4 separate regions of the Mus musculus genome follow, and all the other regions are linked to region 1. A link is a contact called in public HiChIP or PLAC-seq and promoter capture Hi-C data. All regions are on one chromosome and are shown on one strand. The core of a region is the stretch at or near the end of the contact, and the rest is flanking DNA. Distances in the headings are between cores, read along the strand shown.

Evidence for each region. Promoter capture Hi-C pulls out the DNA fragments that hold promoters and counts their contacts. HiChIP or PLAC-seq counts read pairs in DNA pulled down with a chosen protein or histone mark. Capture Hi-C pulls out chosen DNA fragments and counts their contacts.
Region 2: a contact with region 1 is called in an HNF4G HiChIP or PLAC-seq map of pancreatic cancer cells. The contact joins the enhancer-like site here to the promoter of Wnt6 in region 1. A contact is called at or near these places in 3 of 39 promoter capture datasets (cranial neural crest, pre-B cells and stem cell-derived epiblast-like cells), 1 of 15 datasets of contacts at CTCF or cohesin (embryonic stem cells), 15 of 484 Hi-C or Micro-C datasets (the N1E-115 cell line, cerebral cortex, cortical neurons and 4 more) and 4 of 115 datasets of contacts at active chromatin or transcription factors (embryonic forebrain, embryonic stem cells and pancreatic cancer cells).
Region 3: a contact with region 1 is called in a promoter capture Hi-C map of embryonic stem cells. The contact joins the promoter of Cfap65 here to the promoter of Wnt6 in region 1. A contact is called at or near these places in 11 of 39 promoter capture datasets (the 3T3-L1 cell line, the C10 cell line, the HPC-7 cell line and 6 more), 5 of 484 Hi-C or Micro-C datasets (LSK cells, embryonic stem cells and stem cell-derived neural progenitor cells), 4 of 115 datasets of contacts at active chromatin or transcription factors (all in embryonic stem cells) and 1 of 9 other capture datasets (embryonic stem cells).
Region 4: a promoter capture Hi-C map of adipose tissue shows a contact between it and region 1. The contact joins the promoter of Zfp142 here to the promoter of Wnt6 in region 1. A contact is called at or near these places in 14 of 39 promoter capture datasets (the 3T3-L1 cell line, 3T3-L1-derived adipocytes, the C10 cell line and 9 more), 1 of 15 datasets of contacts at CTCF or cohesin (the NIH/3T3 cell line), 25 of 484 Hi-C or Micro-C datasets (the C2C12 cell line, Sertoli cells, adipose-derived mesenchymal stem cells and 18 more), 7 of 115 datasets of contacts at active chromatin or transcription factors (the 230-238 cell line, the SCID.adh cell line, astrocytes and 4 more) and 4 of 9 other capture datasets (adipose tissue, liver, macrophages and 1 more).

Annotation. Positions count from the first base shown.
Region 1 is chr1:74,770,639-74,775,385 of GRCm38.p6, forward strand. Wnt6 (wingless-type MMTV integration site family, member 6) reads left to right here and starts at 1,254. Exons shown (of 4, transcript NM_009526.3): 1 at 1,254-1,584. The coding sequence starts at 1,508. Gm29539 (a long non-coding RNA gene) reads right to left here. Exons shown (of 3, transcript XR_373524.4): 3 at 4,305-4,531.
Region 2 is chr1:75,023,745-75,027,927 of GRCm38.p6, forward strand. The region is part of intron 6 of Nhej1 (non-homologous end joining factor 1); the gene reads right to left. Among named protein-coding and RNA genes, the nearest start is that of Ihh, 74 kb to the left of the region's middle. Within about 2 kb of position 1,252, at least 50 of the 459 cell types and tissues checked have an H3K27ac peak or open chromatin away from gene starts, as enhancers often do. A contact at or near this core is called in the N1E-115 cell line and pancreatic cancer cells, where this site is marked.
Region 3 is chr1:74,934,201-74,938,500 of GRCm38.p6, forward strand. Cfap65 (cilia and flagella associated protein 65) reads right to left here and starts at 1,399. Exons shown (of 33, transcript NM_001039495.1): 1 at 1,321-1,399.
Region 4 is chr1:74,585,911-74,590,559 of GRCm38.p6, forward strand. Zfp142 (zinc finger protein 142) reads right to left here and starts at 2,118. Exons shown (of 9, transcript NM_001310668.1): 1 at 1,654-2,118. It overlaps Bcs1l (BCS1-like (yeast)), which reads left to right and starts at 2,379. Exons shown (of 8, transcript NM_001305652.1): 1 at 2,379-2,483; 2 at 3,576-3,968; 3 at 4,050-4,189; 4 at 4,355-4,549. The coding sequence starts at 3,649.

The DNA of each region.
Region 1 (4,747 bases), core at 4-2,503:
GTTTGTCTATCTTGGCACTGTTCTCCGTTTCCACTTCTAAATTCCTCCCCACCCCAAACGACAAGGAACTTTCCCCTCTGGTGTGAAATTTCTGCCACGTGGGCTTAAGGTCCCCTGTTTAAGGTTGATGGGCCCTCTAGATAGCGGTGGCGGGGAAATTGGCTCCTGCTTCGGAATGTCCGCACCACCTGTCCCTCTGCACTCCTGGGGCACGTCGGGGGGCCTCTGCCCCAGGCCAGAGCAGCAGAGGCTGCCGCCCGCTGCCAGCCGCTTGGCTTGATGAATGGAGCTGTCCCTCCTCCCCACGAGGCCTTTGATCTCCCCCCGTGGGGAGGGGGTCAGGGGCATCAAAGACATTTTTGTGGCATTAGAGAATCAGATAAACGCCATCTCACCTGCAGCTGGCTCTCCCACCCCTTCTGCCCTGGCCAAGTTGGGGGAGGAACTTGAGGCTCCAGGAACCCGCGGACAAGTGAGACCTGACCACAGCCAGCGCTGACCCCTCTTCTCTTGGAAGTCAGCAACCTCGGCCCTCCGCCACGTTTATGAGTAGCGAATACTGGAGCGCAGGCCCTGGAGAGGTTCCACTTGCTGTCTTATCTCCCCCACACTGTCCGCCCCCAACATCGGCTGGCTGCGGCTGCAAGGCTAGGGAGCTAGAACCCAGGCCTCGGGCTCGTTCCCTTGCTGGGACAGAGGCTGAAGAAGGGGCAAAAGACGCGGGAGTTGGTAACGCCTCCTAAGTTCGTTGGGCTGGCGATCCAGTTGGACAGCCTTCTACCGAGCATCCTGCGCCCCCGGCCGACTTCCTCCCTGGCCCCCATCTGTATATCCCTACGTACTGTTCCCTCCCCCCAAACTCCCTCATTCCTGGGAAGTTTTCTCTCTTTACAGTCAACAAACCTGTCAAACGTCTCCCAGCCAGTCCCCCTTCCCCAGTTCTTCCTCCCTCCCCCCCTTACCCTTCTCGACTATTCATCCCGCCCCTCCATGCCCCAGGTCCAGGGATGGCAGGGGACAACCCCGCAGAGGCTAGGAGAGGGGCAGGCGGGCGGGACCCGCACCCGTGAGCGCGCGGCCCCGCCCCAGCACCCGCCCTCCGCTGCGCTCTGCGCCCGCCGCCCCGGGGCGCACGGCTCCCTCCCAAGAGTCCCGCCGCCTGACTGTCGCAACTGCCACCCCCGTGGCCCCCCTGTCCCCCTCCCCCGCCCACGCTTCGGCCCCGCTCCCCTCCCACCCCCGCCCCCGGCTCTGATTTCTTCTCTCCAGCGAGCTCCGCAGGAGACACAGGCGCTGGCTGCTGGGTCCGCTCTCCGCCTCCGCCGCGCCCTCCTCGCCCGGGATGGGCCCCCCCGCCGCCACCGCCGCCGGAGCCCTAGTCTCCGGGCCGCCGCCTCGGTCGCCGCGTTTGCCCTGAAGCCCGGTGCCCGCGCGCCCCGGCTCACCCCGCAGCTTCACTCCCCACCCCCAGCCGCCTCCCCGGCCAGACTGCGGTAGAGCTCTCAGGATGCTGCCGCCGGTGCCCTCCCGCCTCGGACTGCTGCTGCTGCTCTTGTGCCCCGCGCACGTCGATGGACTGTGGTGGTGAGTGCTGAGTGGGACTGTCTCCCGCGCAGCTCCAAACACCAGAGGGTGGGGACCCAGAGCCAGTCTTGGGACTTGGCACAGCGATCCTGCTGCCTTCAGGCTCTACCCGCTCCAGGATCCCAGCTATCGGGAGGTTGCACCGGGACCCTCGCAGACAGTTCCTTTCGGGTCTCTGCCCGAGCACTTCTGAAGTGCCACTTTGACGTTCTGTACCCCTGGATACTCTATTGTGTTTTCTTCCCGTATAGTCTTCCTTCCCCCAAAGAAATGTGTCCAATTCGCATCATCAAGGAGTTGGCAGATAGGTAGGGAAGAGCTGTTGGACATCATGAAATCCATAGTGAGAGATTGGGTGAGAACGGGGTGAGGAGGGGTGGGGACGGGCGAGAAGGGCCCTCGAGCTAGATTTGGGGAACAGACAGGAACAAGGTGGAAAGCTCTAAGACAGAGAGAGTCAAACGGCTGCCTCTTGCCCGCGCCTCATTGCCTACCACCTCACCATTGCTGGCCCCTTCAGCATTGGCAGTAGTACAGGAATAGGGAATGCAAATGGGGAAACTGAGTCAGGACTCTGACTTCTCTGCTTTTCCCATAGCGAGTAAGAAAGACAGAGGGGAGATCCCGGAGGCCCTCTCTTCCAGAACTGGGAAGTAAGGAATTTTTTTTTTTTTTTTAATGTGTAGCGGAGGAGGTGTAGGAACTCTTGAGAGCGATCTGATGAAGCCAGTAGGAGCCTGGCCAGCCGAGAGATGGGGTAAATTCTCAGATCCGAACTCTGGGATTTAGCCAGAGCAGACACCTAGACTTCGAGGGTTTCCAAAGCTTTGAGCCTTGAGGGGAAGGACAGAGGAGGGGCAGCGGGGGTGGGGGGCGCCAGGACAACTCAGATCCAAATCTTCAAGACTTTTTTCCTCTTAGTTTTTTAGAGCCACAAACACCCGCCCGGAATAGTTCAGTGTTCAGAGAGGAGGAGGAGGGATTTGGGCAAGAGTGCTGATAGATTAGCCAACCCTAAGAAAGCAAGGACTTCTACATTTGCATATAGCCCCGCCATTGGCTGAATTTCTACCCTCTCAGCCCTCTCACCCGCCTTCGCGGCTTTGGACCCAGGGGTGGGGCAGGCCCATCCCTCTCTTCAACAGAGATTGAGTACTATGCCCACACAGGAAGCTGCTGGCCGCTATCCTTCCGCGACGCGGGAAAGACATCCTCGTGGGTGTCAGTGAGAGGGCTAATACAAGATCCAGGTTCGGGTTAGGAAACATGCGCCTTGAGTTCTTGCTGCAACGCAGTATTTAGCAGTTTTGACAGATGTATCTAATCCCAGTTTAATCTGTGGTCTTGGGTGAATCATTTTCCCACCTTGACCTACAAACTCTCAGCTTTTAAAGAACAATCTCCCTATGTGGCAGGCTTGCCAGGAGGGCTGTGGGGGAAGATCTATAAAATGATCTGACATTAGGAGCCCTCTTCCCAGTCCAGCCTCTCATCTCCCAGGTCTCCTTAGGATGAAAAGTGGGGTTACTTTCAATTCAAAATAAAGAGTAAAAAATAAAAATAAAGTAATGTTTGGCCGTGAGCTCGCTCGCTCTCTCTCCTCCCACTTACACACCTTTCATAATTTTGCCCCTTTTCAATATGTAGGACAGTGCTATCCTTTCTCTCTCGTTCTTCCTCCCCCATTGGTCTAAATTGTTCTTTCTTACAATTAAAATCCCACTTCCTCCATGAAGCTGTCATTCTCCCCACCACCACCACCCTGTCCTTGAGGCTCCCATTATGCCCTAAGCAACTATGCATTTACCGCACTTTACTGACAATTGTCTTCTCTGGAATGTTTTTGCCCTGTTCCTGGAAGGCAAAGCCTTTGTCTGGAGAGCCCTAGAAGCCCCGGTTAGTCTAGGTGCTGGACACAGGTTTATGGAGTGTTGCTTTCTGGATTTGTATCTGTGAAGATCCCTTTGTTCAGGAAGGACTGCTGGGTGGGAGCCAAGCCAACGGCAGAGGGGCCTGGGCCCTCCGGAGACTGACCCTGAGGCTTCGAATCTGGGAGTGGGGGAGGAGGTGAGGAGGGCAGGTGTGGGAGAACACAGGGGCCTTCATGGCCACAGCTGCAGTGAAGAGTGAGAGGCCAGGGTGATAAGATGACCAGCGAATGCTTCTCTCAGATGTGTCTCCGAGAGAACCTGCTCCTCCCACCTGCCTCGGCCCCTCTCTGTCTATTTCTGACACTTAATTCCTTTGGTCTGAGCCCAGGCTGACTTTCACATGGTCTTTGCCTCTCTGCTGATGCTGCTGTCCTAACGTAGGCCTCCTGGTATGGGCTAGCGGGTAGATCGTGTTGGGTGGTTAGCTTGAAGTTCTTGACATTTTCTACCCTACCTCCTCCCTGTTAGAGCTGGGTTCTTCAGGACTGGGGTTCAGGCCCTGCATCACTGACCACCTTCTTTCCCTTCCTTCTCAGGATGATGGCCAGGCCAGAAACTCCATGGGTGGTCAGCAAAGCAGTGTGATCTATGGCAGCCATTTCCACAATCTAGCTGTGGTCAGGATAGGGGCCAAGAGGACTCCAGGGCCTCTGAGTGACTTGACTGCCCAGGTCACTAAAAGAAGGTCCTGGAGAGTGGCCCAGGCCTTGGATTCGCTCAGGGACCAGGCTGCTGGTTCCAAAGAAGTTTTTCTTTCACCTTTCTTTTCCACTCCACCTCCTCCCAGTGCAACGCAAGATTTCTATTTTTAATTTTTCTTGTTTAGTTTTGAGACAGGGTCTTGCTATGTAGCAAATGCATGCCTTCTAAACTCTGCCGCCAGCCTCTGTGTATTTCTCCAATGTAACCATATCTTTGTGAATCACAGAATCCAAGATTCCAGGACACTGGCCAGGCCCTCTTGAGGTCATCTTGTTCAGCCCCTGCCTCCAGGCTGTCCAACCTATGCAAGAATCCTGTCCAGAGAACGAAGCAGGAAAGAGACTCTGGCTCCCAGGTCACCAGCTCACCCTCCTCCTCTGCTCCCTGCTCCCCTCTCCACGTTTGGTCCATCAAAAGCCAAATAGATCATCTCCCTTCTCTCTTCCTCTTCCCTCTCGATGTTTTACCTTTCCTGTGAAAGAAACGTATCTGCCCCCCCCCAGCCCCTGTCCACTAGGAAGAAGCCGCCT
Region 2 (4,183 bases), core at 2-2,501, 250 kb after region 1:
GGGAAGGAACAGCATGAACACAACTCACAACACAGACTCTTTCCTCAACAGTGTGTCTCTGGCTTCTCTCTGACTAGCTGCAAGTGAGGTGAGGAAAGGCAAGAAGAATATGGAACACTAGCAAAATCACTGGACCTTGGCCCCAAAAGGCTAGGGGACAGAGAAAAGGGGTGTCATTGTAAGAATGAGTGGAAGGATGGCTTTGATAGAGTCTATTCTGGACCTAAACTTGCCCATTATTGTGCTCACCCCTTTCATACACCACTCACATTCTTCACAAGGATGCTGTACCTCAAATCTGCCCCAGCCACAGCACATACCCAGAGCTTCTCCCACAGGGCCCGTCTTCATAATACATCCTCAAGGCCACAGAATACATGTATGCAAGTGCATATAGCACATACACAATATACCTATGAACACATAGGCATACACATGCACACTCGTGTGAGCACATGCATGCTCACCGCAGCATGCTGCTTCCTCAAGGCAGAGACTGCCTGCCTTTCCTGGGCACCTTCCCAGAGGAAGACAGTCTAGATAAAAATGTCTTCTGAGTCTACATTCCTCTTTTAACATTTCAGAATTTTCTATTACCCAGAAAATCTCCCTAAAGAGAAAGAGAAGTGAGGGCTATGGCATTATTACAGAGGAGACTATAAACAGAACAAATATAGAGTTGCTTTATTACAAGGCAGTGTGGGGATGGTGGCTGGCTGATTACAGGGAAACTCCCCAGAGCTCTCTACAGTCCCAAACCTCAATAAAGGACAGACTCTAGCTGGCATCAAGTGAGGGGCAGTTGGATCAGGGCACCCTAGAATCCTTCCAGATTCCAGTCCAGGATGTGATACCTGCCTTGGCTGAAGATAAGGAGAAAAGCAAACACAATCTGAGAGCCAGAACTGTGCTTGGCAAAGAGCCACCAGGCCATCTTCTCAAAGACAAACACAATTAGTTATGGTTTGGGTTTCCTGAAATCAATAGATTCCAAATTTCAGTAGAAAACAAAATAAAACAAAACAACTAGAACTCAAGAACAAATTGACAGATTCAAAACCCAGACATATCAAGAATAGTCCCTGGGGGTGGTTAGAGGCAGGAGAGGAGCAATGTAACTGGCCGGACTGAAACAACCCAGACTACGCACAAGATCATAGAAGGAAGAGTGGGAAATCCACAGCTCCTCCCTTCTGGGCTCCGGGCACACGGCGTCCCTTCCTGGGTGACTCACAGTGGGATCACCTTCACCCCCTGCTTCATGTGGTGAAGTCCTCTTTATAAGGAGACACACTGCGAGCCTTCTCCTCCTCCTTGCCTGTGAGCCAGGGCAATTGCGTCACTGACCCCCACACACTCCCTCCTCTTTCCAGCAGCCACCACACAGGGATCTTGTCTTGTGGTCCCTGAAATCCTTTCATCTGGGCTCCAAACCCACTGTCACCTTGGCCTTGAATCACTCCCCAGGAGACACTTGGGAAACAGCGGGACAGAGAGTGTCTAGTCCTGAAGGCTTGAATCTACTGACCCTACAGGGCTATCCTCTTCTCTGCCCAAAGGCAGGACACAGTTCTTATGTGAACTCTCCCTACAGACTAGGTTTCCCACTGAATTGGATGATAATACCCATCACTCCAGTTCCCAAGGTGAGGATAAAAATGCTGAGAGGCATCCCTCCTGTCTGATTACAGGCTGATTACATTACAGGTCCTCCACTTTACTTGTTTAGGGATTAAAGAATTCATGGTCTTGGGCTGGAGAGATGGCTCAGCGGTTAAGAGCACTGACTGCTCTTCCAAAGGTCCCGAGTTCAAATCCCAGCAACCACATGGTGGCTCACAACCATCTGCAATGAGATCTGATGCCCTCTTCTGGTGTGTCTGAAGACAGCTACAGTGTACTTATATATAATAATAAATAAATCTTAAAAAAAAAAAAAAAGAATTGATGGTCTTGGAAGATGGCTGCCAAATATGCGCCCACCGCCATTTCTGTTCTCATCCCACCTGGCCAGTGTATTCTTAGCCCCACGTAAAGCATTTGACAGCTGAAGATTTCAGTGTGTCTCAGACCCTTCTCCAGAATAGAGGAGTCCTTCTAACCCCCTTTCAGCTCATACCATGTTGCACCAGGTCTAACATTTTTCCTTGACCTTCTGTGTGGGAATAATTCCTGCTTACCCATGTTCCTTTCACTTCAGAACCTGCACTTCAACTGGCAGGTTTACAATGAGATACAATAGTGCCTTCTCATCGAATGTATCTGATTAGGACAGAGTCTCAGAGATAATGTAGGACTGCAGGGAAAGAGTTGTACTAGAAAGTCAAAGGGTGAGGTCTACCCCACAGTGACTTATGAGAGTTTGATTCACCCAATTTCTCTGAGCCAAGCCATCATATCTCCTCAGCCTTAAATGTCCTAGTGGGCTTAACACAAAACAATGACTATGTAAATTAGTACCTTAGTTCTATTTATGTAGCCCTGGCTGTCCTTAAACTTGTTTTGTAGAAAAGGCTGTCTTTGAACTCATAGAGACTTGCCTGCCTCAGCATTCACAGTGCTGGTACCAAAGGCCGGCACCACTACACCAGCTTATTTTTATTCTTTTTGATCTAAGTAGGTGATCAAATTCTTCTGTTGATTGTACTCTGTGGAGCCTGCCTATTTCACCAGATAGCTATAACATCATAAAGACAAAAGTCCTTTGAACACACTGCAGCTGCTGGGAGGGGTAGCGTATGCCTGTAATCCTAGCCCCAGGGAAGCTGGGATAGGAAGATTATGATTTTTAGGCTAGCCTAGACTACAAGTAAAACCCTGTCAAGAAAGAAGAGAGACGAGGAGGGGAGGAGAGGAGGAGGGCAGGAAGGATGGGATGAAAGGGCAGAAGAGAGAGGAGATGAAATAAAAAGCTTTCAATGGATCAGCCAAATTAAACAATATGCAATGTCCCTAGGGAGAGAGGCCACAAAAGATGGTAGTACTGTTAAGAAGGCTTATAACAGCAAAGGTGAATAGCAAGCACAGAAGGGAGGCAGGGTGTAGAGGACCAGAGGACATGTCCACAGAGGAAGTAACATCTTCACTGAAATCCAAACTTGAAGAGAGGCAAAGGGTATAGTGGTAGAGCCCTTGCTTCACAAAGAAAAACAGAACAAGTTGAAAATCTTTGTTGCTGTTGTGTGTGCCTCTGGCAATATTACAAGGACAAACCCCACATGATAAAAACTACAGATAAGAAAACAATGGGCGAGTTGGAGAGATGGCTCAGCAGTTAGAGGACTGGCTGCTCTTCCAGAGGATCTGGGTTCAATTCCCAGCACCCACAGAAAAGAATGGGCTTCAGAAACTGACAGCAGCTCACAGGGACTGAAAGTGAAGATGTGTGGGTGTGGTTGTGGCCTAGCTAGCATAAGAATGGGGATAAAAGTAGAGGTAAAAGTAGTGCTTCAATTATAAAGGGCCTTTAACAGATTAGGGAGTTTGGACTTTTATCTTAAGGGTAATTGGAAGCTACCAACCTTTTAAGATTCTCTTTGGTGAATAGCTTCTCCCTGGTTTCCTTTCCTGATTGTGGATCTCCTGAGCTAATGGGTATTACTAAAGAAACAGAGCTTCAGGCTTGGTCTGCTTATTCCTTTAGCAACAGAGGAATTCAGCAGTCCCCACCTCTTTCCTCATGAGAATCTCTAGTCCTTTAAATGCTTGGTTTACTTTCCAAACAGGCTCCCTCTCCACCCCCTTATTGCCGCCCCCACCCAGCGAGGAAAAGCCTTTGATTGTGTAGCTGATGCCTTCCACCTAGCTGTCCTATTGACCTGGGCTCTTAGCCTCTTTCTTGACTATTTCCTCACCATCACCATCCTCCAAATAGGGCTGTCAAGTGACCCTGCCAATAATCCACATTTCTAATCCAAAGCTCATTTCTTATCTCTCACCTGAGTCCCACCAACTCTGTCAATATTTACTTCTCTCCTCAATCCTAGATCCCTCAACCTCTAGAAACAATTTGGTGGCCCTCTAACAGAATACTAAGATAATGCTGGCCAAACATGTGGTCAATCTGGGTAGGTAAGACCTCATATCTAGCTGATAATGGCAGACTAGAAAAGAAACCGAATGAAAGCCTCCTGTCCTTCCCTTTCTCCTGCACCTCATTAAGTTGCCTACAGTGGAGTTTAAG
Region 3 (4,300 bases), core at 149-2,648, 160 kb after region 1:
ACTTATTTCTATATTTCACATTGTTTAGTATTTTTTTTCACTTCTTTAAGTAAGATTGTCCATATCCCAAATAGTATCAATTTGACTAACAATCCAGACAGTATTGTGAGGTTTTCAACAGATATTTTAATCCCTACAGTTGTTTATCGTTACATGTGATTTGCCTTCTTTTCCTTGTTTTTCTTTTGAGACAAGGTTTCTCTGTGTAGCCCTGGCTGTCCTGGAACTAGATCTACAGACTAGGTTAGTCTCAAACTCTGAGATCCACTTGCCTCTGTCTTCCAAGCGCTGGGATTAAAGACATGAACCATCATGATTGGCCATGACTTGCTTTTAATTTAACCTAAAACATCTCCTTCTTCAAGTTGGTGGTTAATTAAGGTCCCCATGTTATAATGTAACAATCTCATGATTACCTTTAGCAGTTTACACATTTCCCAAAGACAATCTCATTCTCTCTCCACCAGCCAGAGAAACCCTCTGTTGGCTCATTTGTTCCTAGAAGGTTCTCTAACACTGGAGGAAACCATTTCAAGTTACTGTCCTCATCCCATGCATTCCCTCACAGAGCATTTACCAAACAGGTCTGATACAGCAGGTACTTGTACAAAACAAGCTTCCTACCTCCAAATGTAAAGTGGGTGTTCAGACAGAACCCAAGAAATGCAAGCTGCGGGTGGGGAGGAGAGCTGTTACTTTTCTGTCCTTGGATAGCTTTAGGTCCTGTCCCTAGTCCCTGATCTCTCAGACATCAGGGGATTCAACAGACAGTCTGCCTTGCCTCTCTGAAAAAGTCCCCACTCAATACACCAATCTATCTCTGAAAGGCTAGAGAAGAGACAAAATAAGGTAGAAAAGTGGTCCAGCCGGGACTTAAGGCAGGAAGCATGGAGCCTTTCCGGGAACAGAGAAGGTCATTTGCAACATTTTGCTGTGAAAAAACGTGCAGTTGTGTGTGTGTGTGTGTGTGTGTGTGTGTGTGTGTGTGTGTGTGTGTGTGTGTGTGTGTTTGGGGGGGGCTTGTTTTAAACCAATTTTCTAGTTTCGGGGGTGGGGGTATTTTATCAGTTTCTTTTATTTGCCTAATTTCTGATCTTAAAATTTTACAAACGACAGGTGAAAAAACCGGGAGTAGGGGTGAGGGTAAGGAGTGGTCAAGTAGAGCTGAGGAAGGAAGCCTTAAAACGAAGGGAACAAAATGTACTTATGGGGCTTCTCAGGGTCTCCTGGCCCCCGCATCTAATTAATCTCGCCCACAACGAAAGGACTTTCTGAAGACCCGCCACGATTTCCTGTAAAAGGGGTTTTTAGTACAGATACCGTTCCTTGTTCCTCTCGCTGGCCTCCAACGTTTAGAACTCATGCAAACGCTGTGCTAACGTCTCCGTAGATACAGGACGCTCGGGACACAGCGTCTTTTGGTATCCCATGGCAACGACGGCAACCCAAAAGAGCCAAGGTTCAGAGAAAGCGAATGAGTCCGTTTCTTTTTGTTTTGTTTTTCTCTTCATTTCATTTCTTTTCCTTTATTTTCTCTCTTTTTTCTTCTTTCCTTTCCTTTTTCTTCTTTTTTCTTTAACTTTCTTTATATATTTTTTTCTTTTTGTGCTAAGAATTAAAGCTTTGATCATCACTAAGCTACACACCCAGTCAATGCCTGCTCAAATTTAATCTCCCTATGTTAAGTATTGAATCCAAGATTTTCCCTGCTGTAGTACCAACTGTGGTCTTTTTCCATTCCAGACAAGGTAAACATGGTTCCCCCAATTTTCATGGTGTCCTGGCAATTACTTTATTTGACCACCTTATTCATAGATTACTGTTGGGCTCAAAAATCATAGATTGCCTGAATGGGAGTCATTCCTAATCTCTTGAAGTAGACTGATCTAGACTCAGAGCCTCATTCCCTATGATCATGATGGTTCATTGAAAACAGCCTCTGGTTATTTCTTACTGCATAGGATTTATAAATGTGCTCCTTCTGCTGCCGAAAGAGAACACCTTTGGCATTTTCTTCCAGATATCTTTTGGTCTGAGACCAAAGAAAATTAACTTGTTTGAAGAGAGACAAAAGTTAATGTATGAAGAAATTCTTTTTTGTCTGTGCACTGGTGTGCACGCTGTGAGAAAGGTATCATTGGATGAAGGCGACGTAGAAAAAGCCAAGAATCTCAAAGTTCATTCTTCGGCAATTAAAGAGTTTTACTGCCTGAACAGTGAACCCATTCCTCCTCAGAATGAAAGGGGTGTGGTGTGGTTATAGAGGGAGAGCTCAGAGAGCTGGAAGCAAACCCAGAAAATAAACGAGCAGTTTGGAGGATTGGGGTTCACTTGTGGGAGGTAGGCGATGGACTGAGGTGACAAAGTGACCTGAGTTGGCTTGAGGGATCACATGAGCGGGGGAGGGCAGGGCTGCTGCAAGGGAGGTCCAGGAGGTCGGTTAAGTCATGCCAGCCCAACTAAGCCTGGAATTCTTTGGGGATTAAGGAACGTGGAACTCAGTGAGTGTCTCGCTGGTTTCTCAGAATCTGAAGGCTGTACTTTGAACGTGATGACGTTGATGCTATTTGGAGCTCCTGTAATGATTTCTCCCTTTTTTTGTTTTTCTTCAAGTTCTTCTTTTTTTTTTTTTAATCAGTCTGACTCAGCTGGACCTTATGGACAAAAAAAGTGGGGGGTATAAATGACAATAAGTGAATGAATGATAATGAATGTAATGGAATAATGAATGATGAAATGATGAATAGAAATGAATAAACAAAATTTTCCTTTTCATACTTATGCCAAAAAAAATTGAGAATACTTATGCAGGATTTGGGGGGGGACCTCAGAGAACCCAATAAGAAAAAACTGATGATAAAGAAGTCAGATTTTTTGAGCCATGTGTTCTTTGGTCTCCTCTCCTGAGGAACCTCTTCCCAGCATCTTTTGATTATATATTGGTGAGTTCTGGGTTAGGACAGTGGAAGGACAGTTTCTTTTGTTATCAGGTGCTGTGGTCTGCGCTTCTCTGGAATTATAACTGGCAGCTCTGAGCAGTAACTTCAGCTGATGTGAGGACTCCTAAGGAGAGGCCCCCACATACTGGACTTTGCTCAGGAAGTTGAGTACCCAGGAAGGCTTGGTTGGGTGCTGGGTGTGAGGAGAGGGAAGCAGACAATGGACTTGCCTTGGAAGTCCCCTTCTCAGTAGCTGAGATAGCTTAGAAGATGCTAGGCATTGGATCTGAGTGGTCATGTCCTCTTTAGGCCCACAGACACAAACGCCATTTGTTTCAAGGCTGTGAATGAAAGTGAATGATTCAGGAAAATTATAAGGACCAAAGTATTGGAAAAAGTAAGGATAGATGAGAGACCTGAGCTCTCTGTCTGAGGCCTGGGGCTGGGGGACAAAGCACACAGTTAGCAATTTGGGCTTTACTGCATACACAATATCCTGTTTCCTTCCTGTATCTTCCTGTATCTTCTCATCAGCTTCCCCTGGAATAGAGAAGATTTCAGACTGGAACCAGACAGGCCTGGGATTAACCTTTGTTAATTTCTGGCTGTAAGGCTTTGAAAAAGTCACGATCTCTCTGACCCTTGATTCCCTTATCTATTTGTTGTGGATAATTTCTTCTCTTTTGTTTATCTGTTGACACAGGTCCTCATTTTATAGACCAGGCTGGCCTCATACTTGAAATCCCCCTGCCCCAGCCTCTAGGGCTATAGGCCTTCAACATGAAGGCTTTATTGATTAATTTCCAAAATGCAGTGTTTCATTGATTAAGCACATGAAAAGGGATGAACGAACACATTCCCCCTCTGATCTCTATACATAAGCCGTGTAGCTTTCTGTGTTCCTTCTACCAGCCTCAGCCTCTCTGCAGTGTACTTGGGAGGGAATATCTTCTTTCCACACCTCCCTCCTCTGTTTCTTCAAGGATGGAGGCTGCTTTTGCTGTGCTGAGGTATGGAAAGCCAAAGACAGTGTACCTAAGTGCCAGGGTTGCTCTGCTGACCAGCCAGCACATCTGTCTATCCCTTGCAGATGAAAGGTCTACCCTTCCAAAACTGAAGGGCATTCGTTACATTTTTCATTGCTATGACAAAACACCTATTAGGAGCAATTTGAACGAAGAAGGATTTGTTTGGGCTTAGCCCAGCATAGTGGAGAAGGCAATGGGAGCTTGTGTCTGGGACGCCTCACATCTTGGCAGATCAGGAAGTAAAAAACAGGGCAGCTGACGTTCTTCAGTCTTCTGGGTTCCTTCTTTCTCTCCTTTTATTCCAGACCATGGAATGATGCCACATTCACAGTA
Region 4 (4,649 bases), core at 868-3,367, 180 kb before region 1:
GAACCAACAAGCTGAGGCTGACTAAATTAAAGATTACAGGTTCTGGTTCCTGCAAAGTAACCCTGGCAACAAAACTGAGTGGGGTCAAAGGCTCTCTCTCTTACTACTCGATGGTCTCATTATTCCTCAGTATAGATATGATACGATTCCTTCACTTATGGTCCTCATTGACCTACCTCCCCAGGCATCCCTCCCACTCTGCCCTCCTAACCTGATGATCTGCCATTCTCTGACTCACTTTTTTGCTTACAGACCCTTCTACTTTCTCACCCCTCCCATTCAACCCATCAAAATCTCTTGTCTAGCTAGTCAGATACTCCTTAAGAAAACAAACATTTCTGCTATGAGTGTGTCCTAACATTCTTAATTTTCTCTTTTCTGTTGTCCTGAAAGCCTTTGTATGTAGTTCTGTCAGAAACCACACTGTGCTGTTGTTTCTCTATCAATCTCCCTTCCTAGATGTATAGTTCAGCTGTCCAGAAAATGGTGGTGGACTCCCTGAAGCTGGGGTGCTTGTCAGACACCTGATTTGGGGGGCTGAAAACTGAACTCAGGCTCTCAGAAAGAGCAGCATTTACTCTTAACCACTGAGCCATTTCTCTAGTCTCACACTTTTTAAAAAATGTGTTGTTAGGGATCAAACCCAGGGCTTTGTGCATGCCAGGCAAGCACTGTACAAATGATCTATCCCAATACTGAATGTGGAGCTTTGAGGAGTTTATTGGCATTTTTCACTTCACTGGACCCTAAGCATCAACAAGCTAGGTAAGTTAGACAAAATGGAAATTCTAGTGGACCAGCTGAGTTGCAGTAAACCCAGATCTTTTAAACTAAGGTATCAAGCCAGTGGTTCCTCAAATACAAGGTAAATTTCCAATTCACTAACTTACTAAAGCCTCCAGTGGGAACACAACTGAGAAACAAAGGTATTAAACTGCATGTCCTGTTCAACTCGACTGAAATAAATGAGATAATCTTTTTAAACTTCCAGGACTCAGGAGGCAAAGGCAGGCAGGTATCTGTGAATTTGAGGCCAGCCTGGTCTACATAGTGAGTTCCAGGACAGAGCTAAACAGTGAGGCCCTGTTTCAAACAAAACTGGGTCACTGAGTATGTGCCAGGTGAGAGTGGCTAGTTCTCATTCTACAGAATCCCTCCACGTAAAAACAGCACGAGGGCTGTAGGGATGGCGCAGTGATGAAGAGCACTGACTGCTCTTCCAGAGGTCCTGGGTTCAATTCCCAGCAACCACATGGTGGCTCGCAACTATCTGTTAATAGGATCCGATGCCCTTTCTCCTGTGTCTGAAGAAAGCAACCGTGTACTCACATACATAAAATAAACAAATATGTCTTTAAAAAGCATAACAGCAGGAACAGACAGCAATTCAAGAAGGAGGCAGGGAAGTGCACTTCCGTGGTCAGCGAGGCTTTTTGGAAATCACAGCCCCCACGGACTACTAATTATTGCTGCTCTAGGCGGTCTTCCAGCCCATCACATGGCCTCAGGAAGATGCGGGGGAGGAGGTAGGAGAGAGCCAGAAAGAAGTAACGTGCTTTTGAGACTGGAGAAGCAAGGGATACCGAAGCCTGGGGAACAAGGCAACCCTGCGTAGGCACCTCAGTTCCCACGCGCCTCTGGGCTTTGACTCACCGTGTAGCCTTGAGTCGATGCACTTGCCTCGCTTCTCAGGACCTCAGCTTTCCTGTCTGTAAAGTGGAGGCGGCGGCGACGACAGCTTTTACACTGTGGGGCGACAGCCAAGTCACGAGATACAGCGGAGGAGAAAGGCGTTTTGGAACCTGCAAGGCTTGGGATGATGCATCGTCACGGTTCTGGTCCTGAGGAGAGGCAGCGGATACCCGGGCGGGGCCCGGAGCTGTGACGCGACTGAGACGCCCGAGTCCAGCAGAGATGCGCCCGCGCCCCTCTCACCGGCGCGCTCCCCGCAGCACCTCCTCCCGCGGGCTCCACCTCCAGGGCCCACTCAAGCTGGAGCTAGAGAAACTTTTACCTTCAGCTCACAGCGCCCGCACTTCCCCTGGTTCCCGCCGACAGCCGCTCTCTCACCTCCTACCCGTGGGCTGGCGGGAGCTGCATCTCTATGGTCCGACTGGGACTGGAGTGGCTCCTCGGGGGCCTTTGATGTGGCCGCCCCCGGCCCAGGCGCCTCTAGGAATCTGACGTGTGGCAGCCACTCTGTCTCTCTTCAAGGCCCGTGCTACTCTATGGTTTCCCCTCTATGTCCTTGAGTACCCCCCTTCTGAAGCCCCAAAGCGGAACCATCGAGAATTGCAGGGAAGAGTGGCAAGGACTCCGTGGTGGGTGTGGCCGGAAGTAGATGCAGCAGTCCGGGGCGGGACTAGCGGCGCTGCCTCTTCGTAGGCCCGGCGAAACCATCGAGTGTGAGGGCCAGAGAGTCATGGAGGGAAGGGGGCGGAGTGACAGATTTCTCTCTCCCACGTTCCTGGAAGCGCGAGCAGGTCTGTGTATAGGGTGTCCGGGAGTCAGCTGCTGTGTGTCAGGGTTCGGGAGCCGGGGGCCAGGAGATCTTCGTCAGCGGCTCTCCATGCAAAGGTGCTTTGGAATTCTGGATCACAGCTCCGAGCCTTAGCGGAGGTCACGGCTGTCAATTCACCAGTGGGCCGGTGTGCCAGGCAGAGGAGTGGCAGTGGAGAAGTGTTGCAAGGAGAGGTGTTCTGGAAATAATTGCCATTTTGTCCCCTTAGGCATTGTCTTAAGTTAGGCTTAGTCACATCTTAATTGGGTTGAATTTGAAAAAGGCTCCAAAAAAAAAAAAAAAGAAAAAGAAAAAGGCTCCGTGGAAGAAGTAGACTATATGATCTCAATGAAAAAGAATGCCTAGAATAAAGGGGTGGGGGTCATTCGGTACCAACAGAACTGAGAGAGCTAGAAGTAGGTAGTGATTTGCTAGTAAAGGTACGCATTCTAATGTAGGCATCCCTGCGTATCCGGCTGTGGTATTTGAACCCAATGGGAGCAAGGCACCAAGGGTGCTGGAATACAAGTGACAGAATTGTAGCGTGTCTGGGATTGGTGGGTTTGGATGATGCAGGTGCTGAAGGTCCATTCAAATATCACCTCAAGAACCAAAATAACTTGCAAGAAATAGTTTAGGTGAGAAGTAATAAATGTCTGTACAGGACATTAGGAACGGGGTGTAAGGGAGAGGATATTTGAAAGACATTTCTGATGGTAAGGCATGTGGTCATTGACAGAGCAATGGAAAAATCACCTTTGCCGATTCCATTCAGTGGGGACCCTTCTGTCTAGCTCTTGCCAGGGACCAGAGTCTTGCCTTTCTAGTATCCTGATGTGGAGCTGGGTACATTGCTTTTTGGAATTGAGAAACTCTCCAAAATGGCCTTCTGGCAAAAGGTCTAACTGAAGAGCAAAATGGATTGAAGAGCCTGGGGTGTTTGCTGTGGCATTCCAACACCATTCCTACTCCACTGAAACACAGTCCTGCTGACCTGTCCATCTTGCTTCTGTGGGAGGGAGCGGAGCAAGATTGACTGGTCTAGTTTCTATACTAGTCTTATGCTTTCTTCCAGTTCTGCTACAATCCATCCCTCGGTTTTGACAGTGCCTCAGAGCCTATAAGCATCTGTGCTGCTTCTTTTCAAGATGCCATTTTCAGACTTTGTTCTGGCCCTTAAAGACAATCCCTACTTTGGGGCTGGATTTGGGCTGGTAGGTGTGGGTACGGCTCTGGCTATGGCCCGGAAAGGAGCCCAGTTGGGTCTAGTGGCATTCCGGCGCCATTACATGATCACACTGGAAGTCCCTGCCAGAGACAGAAGCTATGCCTGGTTGCTTAGCTGGCTTACCCGACACAGCACCCGCACTCAGCACCTCAGTGTTGAAACCTCATACCTTCAGCATGAAAGTGGCCGGATCTCCACCAAGTTTGAATTTATCCCCAGCCCTGGAAACCACTTCATTTGGTAAGATAGGAAACTAGGTAGGGCTCTGAGGAGAGGGTGGATCGATGGAGGAAATTGGGTCACTTTGACAATTTTATTCAGGTATCAGGGAAAATGGATCCGGGTAGAACGAAACCGAGACATGCAGATGGTAGACTTGCAAACAGGGACTCCTTGGGAATCTGTCACCTTCACGGCCCTGGGCACTGACCGAAAGGTTTTCTTCAACATCCTGGAAGAAGGTATGAGATGGGACAGGCAGGCTATCAAAGTGGGGAGGTTGGGCATCTGCTGCTTGGAGAGGAGGAATAAGGATCCGAGTCCTTGGGAGAAGGGTACCAGGTCAGAGCTCTACCTGACTGAAGCATCAGCATGATCAAGGGACTGTTTTACTTCCTTGCTCCCAGCTCGAGCACTGGCCCTGCAGCAGGAGGAAGGGAAGACTGTGATGTACACAGCTGTGGGGTCTGAATGGCGTACCTTTGGTTATCCGCGCCGACGTCGGCCACTGGATTCTGTAGTCCTACAGCAGGGTCTGGCTGACCGAATTGTCAAAGATATCCGGGAATTTATTGATAACCCCAAGTGGTACATTGACAGAGGTAAGCAGCAGCTGGAATCTAGCCGAGTTTGTAGCCAGGTGAAGTTACAGGAAATTCTAGCTCAGGTGAAAGGGAAAGAAAGCTCGTCTATGAGAATATC